2 separate regions of the Pogona vitticeps genome follow, and region 1 is linked to region 2. A link is a contact called in public Hi-C data. All regions are on one chromosome and are shown on one strand. The core of a region is the stretch at or near the end of the contact, and the rest is flanking DNA. Distances in the headings are between cores, read along the strand shown.

The links. Hi-C and Micro-C count contacts between places; a contact is called where the count stands out from the background.
Region 1: a Hi-C map of muscle shows a contact between it and region 2, with 3 times the contacts expected there. The contact joins the promoter of LOC110077810 here to the promoter of LOC110077807 in region 2. A contact is called at or near these places in 2 of 2 Hi-C or Micro-C datasets (blood and muscle).

Annotation. Positions count from the first base shown.
Region 1 is chr2:148,224,063-148,230,402 of PviZW2.1, reverse strand. It overlaps LOC110077810, which reads right to left and starts at 4,048. Exons shown (of 6, transcript XM_072990785.2): 1 at 3,968-4,048. LOC140704596 (a long non-coding RNA gene) reads right to left here. Exons shown (of 2, transcript XR_012083894.2): 2 at 4,411-4,767.
Region 2 is chr2:148,025,037-148,031,721 of PviZW2.1, reverse strand. It overlaps LOC110077807 (cholesterol transporter ABCA5), which reads right to left and starts at 4,693. Exons shown (of 39, transcript XM_078384341.1): 1 at 4,555-4,693.

The sequences.
Region 1 (6,340 bases), core at 2,799-5,298, 200 kb before region 2:
GCCCTCCTCTTCCTCCTTCATTTTGTAAAGGCAGCTGAGTGCATAAGATAATTTAAAGCCCTTGGCGGCCAATCTGGCTAACTTGCTGTGGGCTTAGGGAACGGCTGATGGAGAAGGAAGGAAGATGTGAGGAGGCTTCCCATTTTTGGAACAGTGGTCATGACGGTGGAAGGAAAGGTTGCAAGGCTGGAGAGAGACCGTTGTTTTTTCTTCTTGGAAATTTTGTAAGCCAAGAGGAAGCATCAATATTGCTTTTTTCCCTGAGCCAGAGAGGGGAAAACCTATTTGTGTCAAAATTTGAAAAGCTATCCATTCAAGCCTCTTTAATGGCCACATAAACCTCAAAGGGAATTTTAATCTCCTCTGTTGTCCTTGGCTGAGCTAATGTGGGCCCAACCCAGAAGGGAAGTCTCCTACCGCAGGGTTTGTTTTTTGAGAGTATTTGGTAAAACTCACTGTACAAGCAGCCTCATGAGTGGCCAGTGATTTCTGATCATGAGACGTTCAGTGAGCCTTCTCAGCAGATCGCTGGGCGAACGTTTTGTCTTGTGTGGCTATGCAGGCTGTAGGATTCTGAGACTTACAGTCCAAAAAATTAACTTTTCTAACCTTTGCTTTGGGAGAGAATGAAAGCAAGAGCTACTCCCAATTCACCACCCCAGTTACAAATGCTGTTATGAACTAATTCAATATCTATGTGGTTTAAGAACAGTGCAAATGGAAAACATCTGTCTCGGCTGGCAAGGAGCTTTTGTTTGGCACTCAGCATCATACAAAGGGTGTGGATACCGAACAGTAAAAGGCAGGTGGATGACCCAGAGGAGAAGGGAGATGCTTTTGTTGGTCAGGGATATTGTATTTAAGGAGAAACAGATCAGCTGTGCTAGGGGAATAGCAGCTGTTTTGCTGAGCCCAGAGGCTGATAGAAGTAAAAGAACGGACACGCTTGTATCAAAGGTAATTTTGAAAACGGATTCATTTTAAAGAACAGAAATGTTTAACTGTTGCAAATGGCAGAGGCTCGGAGAGGAGAGAAAGAGGGAGAAGTGATGACGAGGGTGGCCGGGCCTTGGAGACTGGAAACTGGAACTGCTTAGTGGAGATGCTGTGGAGACCTCAACACTAAGTCACACTTTCCTTAGCCAATGGGAAATTCTCTCACTGGGCTTTCCAGAGTCTCCTCAGTGTTTCCTGACTCTCTGGCCAAGCCTTCCTTTCTAGATCACCCAAAACAGGACCCAGAAGGGCCTGCCTGTCATCAGGAGCCAAGCACGGTGCAACAACGCAAAACCAAACCACACCGTGAACTCAGCAACCCAAGGAGAAAGAGAAGATGTGAAAAAGATGCCTGGGTTTGCCACCCAGATACACTGGCAGGAAGGTTTATTTTTTTCCCCAATTATTTTTTAAAATAAAAGGATGTTTCTCACATTGCATTTCCTGCCTGCCTTTTGCCACAAAAGCTCATTTACCCCAATGGAGTACAGACGGAGTGCCCTTAGAGCCCCATGATGTTCATTTAGTCCACATTTCAAGAGCATGAGGTTGTGTCCTTCAAGTCAATTTGGGAAGCAGCCGAAGTGAGCCCAGAGCATCACAAAACAAACTTGCAGAACAGCTTCCATTGCATTTTCTCTGTCTTTGTCTCTTTCTCCTTCCATCCCTCTCTTTCTCTCTCTCTGTTTCTCTCTCACACACACCCACACCCCTTGGTATTTGGGGTTGTGCAGAATTACATCATCATCTAGGTAACCCGGACAAAACACAATACAGTAGTTCTAGCTCATCCCTTTATTGTCCAAGCACTCCATACTTAGCAAGAAATATTGTTTTCTTCCAAAGATCAAAGAAATGACCAATGGTATACAGTTCATATGTAACACAGGCAAATGAACAGTTTCCTGTACCACTCATGAGCTAAAAGTCCTCATAGGTTGAAGAGGAGCATGTTGGGAAAGCAAGAGACCATGCTCTGTTTCTTCCCTGTAGAGCAAAAGCTCTGTGGTCCCTCAGGTATCTACAACTCCCATCAATCCCAGCCAGCATAGCCAACAGAGAGATGGAAGTTGCAACCTGGAGGACCACAGTTGTCCATGTGGGCTCAGTACACAGTCCTTTCTGGAGAAGAACATCTCACCTTCTTGTTCCTGGATCTACCTATGACAAGAATGAGCTCAGATGAGGAAGGGGATGTTGGGATTCCTTCTTTCATCCCTTAAGTTCTTGTCTATCACAGGAGAGATCTGTTCCCCAGTGCGGGTCCTATGCAGTGTTCATGACCACCTGTATCTATGAAAGAATCCTGATGGATCAGCCGAAAGGCCTGTCTTGTGCAGCATCTTGAGTCCTACAGCAGCCAAGTAGATATAATAATCTTTGAACTGCAGACCTGGAAGGGACCTCATGGCCCATTGGGTCCAGCCCCTGTCAGAAAGGCACAGTGGGGAATCGAACTCTGAACCTCTGGCTCTGCAGCCAGAGACCTAATGCCTGTGAGAAGTTTGTAAGCATGAGGTGTTTTCTTCCAAGGTATCATTTGCTGTTTGACAAAAGAAACAGCAGAAAAAAAAATTATGATTGTTTCAGAACAAATCATTTGTAGGCTGAAATGTGCCTCAGCTATTGCAATGCATGAACAGTTGGGCCATGCACCACACTTTCAAATACTGTGGCTTCTTGCCACCACATTGCCAACAAGAGAAGATATGCATAAAATGTGTATTCACTAAATGTATCGAATAAATAAATAAATAGTATGAGGGAATTCAAGGGCAATTTTTTTCAGGCACGACCCTACTATTACCTCGTTTATGCACGCTAGAACCCTTCCCTGTTGCAAGGAGACATTCACCACGCTCCTCACCCCACTCAGCCAGTCCATCCTTGTCTACTTTTATGAACAGGAAGGCCACAGGTCTGACATACATTTGATGGCTCTCACTTCTTCAAAGATCTTGTTCCTATCATCAGGCTGCAGAGGGAGAAACTTATCTATTGTCAGTGGATAAGCAGGAGCCACTTAGAGCTTGTACAATTACAGCATCCAACTCAGAGTGGATCCAAACAGTATTGTCTGCAAGGTGTCGTCCAATTTATTTGCAATAGGCTGTTGAGTGATCTGTGTTCCGTTCTTGCGAGCCAGAATGTAATAGACCCTTGACAGCGCAATACAGCTTCATTGGACGACTCCGTGCAGCCCTTTCACGACCCCTAAAATTTGTTTCCACCTCACCCTGTCTAAATGGTAGGATCATACCCATTCTGAAGTGCTGTGAAGAGCTTTTCAGAGATACCTGAGTGGAGTGATAAAGGCTAACCTATTGTCATCTCACCAAAGCAATAAGAACAAAAGGAGACGTGTAAGTGGACCTTCTCCTAGCCATGATTAAAGAGGCACATACCATGTTTCATAGGTTGCTAAGATTCTGCTAGAAGGTGTTAAGAAGAAAGCTTAATGTAAAGGTGAATGATGGTAACTATATTGTATTGTTCATTCCCTGCATGCCATTTGTCAAGTGAATTCTGATTTACGGCGACTGTTTTCAAAGTTTTTAAGGTAGAGGGTACTCAGAAGTGGCTTATCATTCTCTTCTTCTGAGGGTATCCTGGGGCTATGCAGCTTGCCCAAGGTTACTCAGGCTGGCTCTGCTTGCAGTATGGACAGTGGGGGAATCAAACTCCCTACGTGTGGCTCCTCAGCCAGATACCCAAGCCACTGAGCATCATTTAGTAGGCTTATTTTTGCCCTGTGGAAGCCACTTGTACTCTTGGGTCCAATCTCTGTTTTCCAAGTCTCAGAGATGTCACTCTGATCTCTTAAAACCAATATAGTTCTCCGTCAGCCTGGAAAGTTGGAGTCTGGGTCCTACTCCCAATTTCCCAGTGGTTGAGTGGCATTAGCCAAGTCCCTTCTGCCTATCTGTAGGGTGAGAATTATAGTGACTTAATGTAGAAATAATTTACTTACAGATAGCTGCCATTTACGATGCACCTGTTGTTCATGAGCTAAACAGACTTCCGCTCCCACATAAGAATTATTGAAATCAGTTATGACCTACAAGACATCAAGAGTTTTTAAAAAGAAAGCAATCTGTATCCAACACTGTACCGCCCTCTTCTGTACAAACTAGGCAAATTATATTTCTCACATGCAGAAACTTACAAGTTCAACCTTTTTGTAAAAAAAATGAAATACAGATTTTTGCTGCATTAAAAAAATATTGTAAACGTGCTTTTGGCATTTTTTAAATTTATAAAACCTGCATACCACCACCAGAATCTCATAGCAGCAAAATAATTTGAAAGAGAAGGCTAATGTCTAATGTACTTTTATCAAATGAATGTTAACAACAAAAATCAATTAGTGGGATGATGTTGACTAAACTGAGATTTGGAAGATATACAAGAAACCTCTCACATAACCTGCAGATTTTAGATTTGTTAGAAAACATCCGGTCATCTAAAGAGCCTGAAATCTGAACTTAAATCGTAGCAATTACACAATGGGGAAAATGCAAATTGATCTGATGTGAAGTGGCACCTGGGAAGACAGGTCTCCGCAGGTTAATTCACTTTAGCCAACCACACAGTAGCCAGGAGGGGAAGGGGTTATTGGCACTCAGCCTTGTTTGCTGCTTGTTAACCATTTGAATCTCCTCTTCCCTATACTTGGTGCTGGAGCTGCTTGGTTTCCTCTCCCTGTTCTGTTCCATTCCGTTCCATTCCGTTTTCTTCTTTCCTTCCTTTTAAAGGCTTGCTGTCCTAGTACTATGGAAATGAGGTGACCAAATAGATAGAGGGAAAATAGAGGAATAAACAGAGAGACAGGAGGAAATGTTAAGTTCAGCCTTATTTCCAGCTTGTTAAGGCATCTCTGCTGAGGTCACACAAACATCAGAAGGCATGCTAAGCACAAGCTTAATTTGCCCAGGTTCATACCTCAGAAAAACATCCTATTATGGTAGGAAAGGGGGCTAATTCCAATATACACATTTCTCTTAACGCCTAGTTTCACCCCAGATGAAATTTGCCAGCCACTGAGGCAGTTCCTTGTGACAGAGGAAGAGAAAGACAGAGCAAGAAAGAGTATGGCGACAGTGCTTGTGGTCTACAAGGCAATGCAGGAGCATTCAGATGAGTGCTTCCCTACCCTGTCAGCACCTGCCTACATCTTGTCTTTGGACAGCAGTGTGCACTTGCTCACAGTAACAACAACAAAAGACGATGGACCAAGAGATGGGACTCAGAGGCATGCAGGATGCTTGTCAGCCTAGCTAGCGGTTCTGCCAGCAGATTGTCATTATCTTGACATATATAAAATGGGGAAGGAGATGAGGGCTTGCAGGGTGCTTGTATACCCAGTGGTTATTCCAGCATATTATCTTTACATCTATTGTACATAAATACATAAAAATAAAAGAAAGTTGAAGTAACCATGACACATGTACCGTGAAATGTGGGAGCCTGACCCTTTTAAATTAAAATGATGACCTGGCACAATGTAACTTCTAAAATTAAATACTTTTGTCATTCCTTTTCTGTGAGCTGATATTGTCTTGCAGCTGTGCATTTTTTTGCTCAGCAATCATTATTTTCAGGGGAGGTCAGAGTTTTCTTCTGGGGACATGGCCACCTGCATGGTGAAAAAAATGGGTGTGGTATATTTCAGAGCACGCACATATCTATATAGAGATACACAAAAGCTAACTTTTAGACATCTGTAGGACTGGTCCTGTGACAGTAGCTTTGCTCAGATGAAAGGAATGAAAAAAAATTATATAAATTTATATCAACAATTTGATGATGCATGTACGGATGGATATTACTGAAAGAATTTCTTTTGAAACTCTTGTTCAGAAGGGTTAAAACTGGACACATGAATAACAGACTTCAAAAGTTATAGCCGCCTAGAGTGGTCGAAATGACTAGATAGGCGGGGTATAAATACAATAAATAAATAAATAAAAATAAATAAATAAAAGTTGATTGTGCACTTCTGATAGGATATTTATGAAAGTTCTTTAAAGTATTTGCCAAACTATGGCATATTCTTCTTTTGATTGTAATTGTTTTTCCTTATCATGGTCCAATGGAAATAGGGTTGGATTATACAATCACAGTTCAGACTTACAAGATTCGGTTTTGTTGGATTAATTCCTTGTTTTCTTCCAACATTTTTAAAAAAGCATACTGAGTCTGAGAGCACAGCTGTTCAATGTCCCACAGAATACTGAGAAACAGTCTGTATTGGTCAATGGCAAAGCTGGAGAATCTAATTTGGTTTAATTAGTGTGAGATCTGAGTTTGGTATTTGCCAAACTAGATCTCAAGGAAGAGGGAC
Region 2 (6,685 bases), core at 3,444-5,943:
TGCTTCTGCAGGTACAGGGAAGCTTCAGCGTGTACAAGGTACCATGAATTCTCTTCAGTACCAGGAGATATTGGATGAAAATGTGATGCAGTCCGTCATACACCTGAGGCTTGGGAGACGTTGGACCTTTCAACAGGACAATGATCCCAAGCATACCTCCAAGTCCACTAGAGCATGGTTGCAGAGGAAAGGCTGGAACATTTTGGAGTGGCCATCGCAGTCACCAGACTTAAATCCATTGAGAACCTCTGGTGGGACTTAAAGAAAGCAGTTGCAGTGCGCAAGCCTAAGAATTTGACTGAACTGGAGGCTTTTGCCCATGAAGAATGGGCGAAGATACCCGTAGATCGCTGCAAGACACTTGTGTCAAGCTATGCTTCACGTTTAAAAGCTGTTATAACTGTAAAAGGATGTTGTACTAAGTACTAAGATTGAATGTCACTTGGGGGTTGAATAAAAACTAATAATGATGTGAGCACAGAAAAGACATTTGTGGTTATTTCATTATAAACTTAAGGTTATATTTCTCTGACCTACAAGTGCCTCTTTCATGTAAATGTAAGCAAGATGACTGAATGATCAAAATCAATGTATGAGTTGGGGGCATTAATTTGTACAAATACAAATTGAAGAATTAGTGATTTTTGACAAATTTTGCAATTCATTTTTCAATTTGTGCCCATCTCTAATGATAATATATAGCCCATCTGAGCCTCCCTTGAGCCTCTGTTGTCCAAGGAAGCTGCTGGGCATCTTTGACACATTTAGCTTTAACTTGCTGGGTGAGCCATTAGAGAACTTAATATTTTTCTTTTGTGTCTGGATATGCTAACAGGCTAAGTGTTTTTAACTTTCTTTTTTTTTACTTTTAAGAACTATTTGCTTTTTATATTATGCCTTTTAAAGCTATAAGCTCCTGCATTAAAAAATGTAATTGAAACAGTCTCTGTGCCTGCTTTAATTCTTAAGGTTTTGTCTACAACTTAAGTGTTGTTTCTATAAGCTGTTGAATATATTTCTGACTGCAATTGCATAGTTACAGCTTTGCATAGTTGAAAGAATTTTGGATGACAATCTTATCTGCAGCTTTTCACAAGTTGCAAGAATTGGTTTCTATTTAACCATTTGTACCTACAGCTTTTAAAAACTGAGTTTATAAGATGAAAATGTGCCTATAACTTTTCTCTATGCCGGCCATAGAGACTGTCGAAACATCAGGAAGAACAACCTTCAGAACACGACCAAAGAGCCCGAAAAACCCACAACAACTATCAGATCCTGGCTGTGAAAGCCTTCGAGAATACATTAATTATTAAGTTTTCTTTAGTGTCTGGATATGCTAAAAGGCTAAGTAAAGTTTTGATTTTATGCACAGAAGCAATTGGATGAATACAGCTTGTAGAATTAGGTCAGTTGATGTTGCCTGGAATTAATTTTCTACTTCAGAAAAGTAGAAAGACTATGACAAGAATATCGAGAGAACACTTACTTCACCATGAGTGAAACAAATGGTTTATTCCCATTCTCTGCAGAGAGTTGGCATATCAAAACAATGAAAATACTTATACCTTAATACCCAGATATGATAGGAAAGGGTTATCTGACCTCACACTGGAATTGATAAAAGGGATAAATGTCAGTTATGACAGACCACCACAGATTCAAACTACTAAGGAGTGTTATAAATCTGATAATGCTCAGAGGACTTTGTTTGAGTGTCATACAATTGACCTTACAGAGGAACAAAGGGTACTGGGAAGGAGAAAATGTTTAAGGAGAAAATCTGCAAAACACTACTGCACTTTAAAGAGCAACAGATTTATTTTAGTGCAGACTTTTATGGATCAAAATCCACTTTTTCAGACACAAGGAATGCAAATATAGGTACAAACAGACATAGTATTTGTACATCTTGTTTCTGAAGAATTGGATTTTGATCCATAGACACACTGTAATCTGTAAAGTGCCACAATTTTGTGCCTTTTCCCCTCTTCCTTTCCCCCATTTGGCTCCTTTAATTTTGTCAGCATGCTATGAGAGACTAACATGCTTACTTCTTTGAACCTGAGCCATGATCAGCTCAGCTCAGACAACCCTATGGTTCTCATGGCAACCATGAAGTCTTGACTCACTTGTTTTAAAATGATGATGATGATGATGTGCCATCAAGTAAATTCTCATTTGAGTTTTCTAGGTAGAGACTACTCAGAAGTGGTTTACCATTCCCTTCTACTGGGAACGTCCTGGAACTGTGCAGCTTTCCCAAAGCTACACAGGCGGCTAGCTCTCATCGCAGGAGGCACAGTAGGGAATTGAACTCCCAAACTCCCAACTTCTACCTAAACCACTGAACTATCAAGCCAGGTTCATTATAACATGAGCTCTGTCTCCAACAATGAACTTGCAACTGACACCATCAGACACTGGTAAATCTTGGTGTCCCTTTATAAAACCTTGATATGAGGAACATACTTCTGATATTCTAAAGAACTTTCCAAGACAACAGAACTCCTGTCTGCCTCCAGCCAGGAATTTTCCTTTCATGCTGTGCACGAAACTCAGGCCAACATGTCTGAAACAGAATAAGACACTGTGCTTCATCTAGCTCCCTAATGTATTAAATCTTAGCAACCAGTTGCTTTTATAGGAGAGTGCCCTTGCACTGAACAATACCCACAGCAGTGGTGATTGATTAGTACTGACTCAGCCTCTAACAGCAACAATGCCCAGGACAGGACACAGACACTAATTGTGCAACCTTCCCCTTATCTGGGTTTGATTAATAGCTTTCTCTCCACTACCAATCTCCCTTCCTTGGCCAGTACTAGAAGTAATCACTCAATTCCTTGCCCATAGCCAAAAAGGCACTAACCAGATAGGCGGGGTATAAATCAAATCAAATCAAATCAAATCAAATCAAATCAAATCAAATCAATCAATCAATCAATCAATCAATCAATCAATCAATCAATCAATCAATCAATCAATCAATCAATCAATCAATCAATCAATCAATCAATCAATAACCATTTTGAACCCTGATCTTGTTCTTCCCCTGCACCTCAGAGCCTGGTGGAAGGTTTTCTAGAGGACATTTCCACTGCCTTTCTGAACAATTTAAAGCACATGCAACAAGGGGCTCAAGTTACAGGAAGCCAGCTTTCAACTGAGTATCAGGAAAACGCTTCCTAACAGTTAGAGCAGTAAGACAACGGAACCAATTACCTCGAAAGGTGGTGCGCGCTCCAACACTGGAGGCATTCGAGAGAAACTTAAACCACCACCTGGTAGATATCCTTTGGTTTGTACTCCTGCATTGAGCAGGGGGTTGGACTTGATGGCCTTACAGGCCCCTTCCAACATCACGATGCTATGATTCTATGAAACTTCTACAACAAGGAACCTAATCTGTGTGGACTGAGAACTGTTTACTGGGGGAGGGAAAGAGGCAAGATCTATCTGTCTTGCTCTGAGACTCCTCCCAGCCGGGAAATCTTCTAAATGCTCCCCAGACCAACCACACCCTAATTAACTGCAGCCTCTAGGGAGGAACATGTGCTGATTGGCAGAAGCAAACAAGCCTTGGAAGCTGGTGCCTACCAAAAGGAGGCCAGAGAGGCAGGTGCTGAAGCAGGCAAGGCAAAGCATCCCCATTTTTGTTTACACCCGCTTGGTCTAGTCAACCTAGTTTTGTGTCCTTTTGAAGTACAGCCCTAGTGGATATGAAAGAAAAGAGTCCATGCTGGAGAGCGCAGTGGTTTGGGTATCTGGAAGTTCGATTCCCCCTCTGTGCCTCCTTGCCAGGAGGTGAGGATCCATAGGGTCCCTTCCAGCTCTGCAGTTCTGTTGTTATGATGCTACTATTATTATGTGGCTTCTGCTAGATTAGTGAAAGGGACAGGGAGAGAAGGAGCGAGGGCACTTCCTATCTGTTCTCTCCCCGCTTTTCCCTCTCTGCCCTTGTCTTCCTTCAACGCGATCCCTATCCTGCACCAGCCAGGCCCTTTTCCAGCAACCCACAGAGATGTCAGCGAGCAGCTGGGCGCAAGCAAGCAAGCCAGGAATCCTGAAAGGCGGGTGAGATCCTTAAAGGCAGCCAAGAAGCCAGGTTCTGGAGCACTGAAGGGGACAAGACCCGGCACTTTTCCCCCCTCACGTCTCCCCCGCTCGCTTACTGGCGTTCGGCTGAGTCACTCTGGCGGCCTCGCTCGAAGTCCAGCTCAGGGAAGCATCGCCAAGGGCAGCACCGCATCCTCGGCCCTCGGCCAAAAGGCCCGGGGCGCCACCGGCTCCTGCCCGGGGATGCCCTCCAAGCCCACCGTTGCAAAACGAAGAGGCAGAAAGGGTGCGCCGGGGGGGGGGAGACGGTGGTGGAAAGGAGCTTTTCCCTCAGGATCCCACATCCGCCCTGCCACGAAGAAACCCCTAAACCCGGGAGCCCCTAATCGCCCGCCTTTGCCCCGGCTCCCCCGCTGCCTGCCTGCCTGCCTCCTTCTCCCCTTCGCACGGCTTTTCTCCCTCTCTCCCTCCCTCCTTCCCGCCCCGCCACCTTGCCTCGCCGCCGAGTTTCTCGCAGCGCCTCTTTCCTTCTGTGCCCGTCACGGCCGCCCACGATCACGTCCCGGTCCCCGGTCCTGCTCCAGCAAAAACCAGGCTCCCGAGCCAGAGGGCTCCAAGCCGCCGCCCTCCGCTCTCCGCCCGGGCCCAGCCCAGAAAGACCGCGCGGGAGGGACCCGGCCGGGGGCGGCGGCTTCTTCTGCCTCCGCGCTTCTTCTCCCGCGGCCGAGCCCCCCCCCCCCGTGCTGTCCTCTCAGCGAGGGTCCCGGAACCGGCCGGCCGTGGGTGTCGAGGGCCACCGCGGGGGAAAAAAAAAAGAGGCGAGCCGCTTATATTGCCTCAGGCAACCGCAGGCGCCGCCATCCCCGGCTGCTCCGCGCCGCTTTGCTGTGTCATGTCCCTTGAGGCGCTTGCTTGGGAGCGCGGGCAGGAGCCGAGCGCTTCTCGCCTTTCGGGCGGAGGCAGGTCACCCGGGAGCTCCGGCGAAGATGATGATCCGTGTTCAAAAGTCAGGGGGAAAATGAAAAGACAAGCTGGGGCATCGGCGGCTTTGCTGGCGAACAGGAGAAGCTGCCGCGCGTCCCTCTCCTGGAAGGGGCTTGCCAGGACCCCAGAGTTGGAGGACGCGTGCCAGCTGGCGGAGGGTGTTGGCCAAAGACAAGGGAGGGATTGTAAAAAAAAAAAGACACTGTTACACCTCTTTGAAAACTAGCCATTTTTATGCTTAGTGTGAGGTAAAGCCCATTTCTTCAGGCACTGGAGGATAAATTCATGGTAGGTGTGCTTATACCTATCGGTCCCCAGGGCTGGCGAAGAGTGTGCGTTCCATGCAGGCTGTTGCCATCTTGTCACCCGCCCAGCGCTTGTTACAAGGGTCATCTGTGCGGAGGGATCTCTGATCACTGAAGGGATCAGCCCGTGCCCCTTTTACTAGTGTAGTGTGGCATTCACACAAAACCATTTTAAACGTCGCCCGAAGGTGCTGATGGTGGGAGTGGGCCTGGGGTAGGAAGCAGGGCGCAACCGCACTCTTTCCCTTTACTCAGAATAAGGCTAGTGTCACAGTCCAAGATATCCCTGTCCCAGGGCAGCCCCTCACGAGGGGCAAAGGCACGAGGATGCCACTCAGGCCATCAAGTCCAAAGGCTCTCACCAGGCAGTTGGCCCTGACCAAGCAGAGGTGAGGGCACAGGGCTGGGAGAATGGAGCCAGAACAAGGCACCAAGATGCAAGGAGATGCAATGGCAGGGACACTGGAGTAAAAGTGCAGAGACGGAGGAATACTGGAACACAGGGAATCTGGAGCTCAGAGCAGAGCCAAAAGACCTCTGTTGCTGAGGCCAGTTCTGGGAGGGAGAACCACTCCTTAAAGAGGCTTTTCCTCCAGGTTTCCGGGTGAGGCCTCATGAGTGGCCCAGCAGCTGCTCCACAGGACAGGACCTGAGTCTGCAAACACCAGGCCACTTCTGGCTCAGGTTGGCCCTGATCCTGCAGCTGCCAGGGCGTTGTGGGCCAGATCCTGACACCTAGTGGGATTTGTGAATTTGGGAAAAGGTTGCATTTCTGAATGTCAGTGACCCGGGAATTTCTCCAACCCCATAATACTGCTCTGTACAGCACGGGAGCTCTTTGCTGTGGAAAAGTTTGAAGGCAGGATTGATCAGAAAGCCAATTTTAATATGAAATAGATTGGCAAGGTTGCTTATTTTTGAACCATCGTTCTTAGAAGGTTTCTTAGAGAAATAGTAAATTAATTAATCAACAATTTGTTGCCCATTCATGACATTCTAAACCAGTGGCCCCCAACCTTGGGCCTCCAGATGTTCTTGGACTACAGCTCCCAGAAGCCTTCACCACCACTTCTGCTGGCCAGGATCTCTGGGAGTTGAAGTCCAGGAACATCTGGAGGCCCAAGGTTGAGGACCACTGCTCTAAACTAACCATCTCTGGGAGCTACCTCAATGGGGAATCAGATCTCAGCTGCGGCCAAGCCTGCCTTTTACCAGCTGAAGCAGAACGCACACCTCCACCCTTATCTCAACAGGAAATCCCTCACACAGTGTGTGCCCACTGCTTTATTTACCGTCTATGGTGTTTCCTTCACATCTTTTATGTGTTTATTGCTATG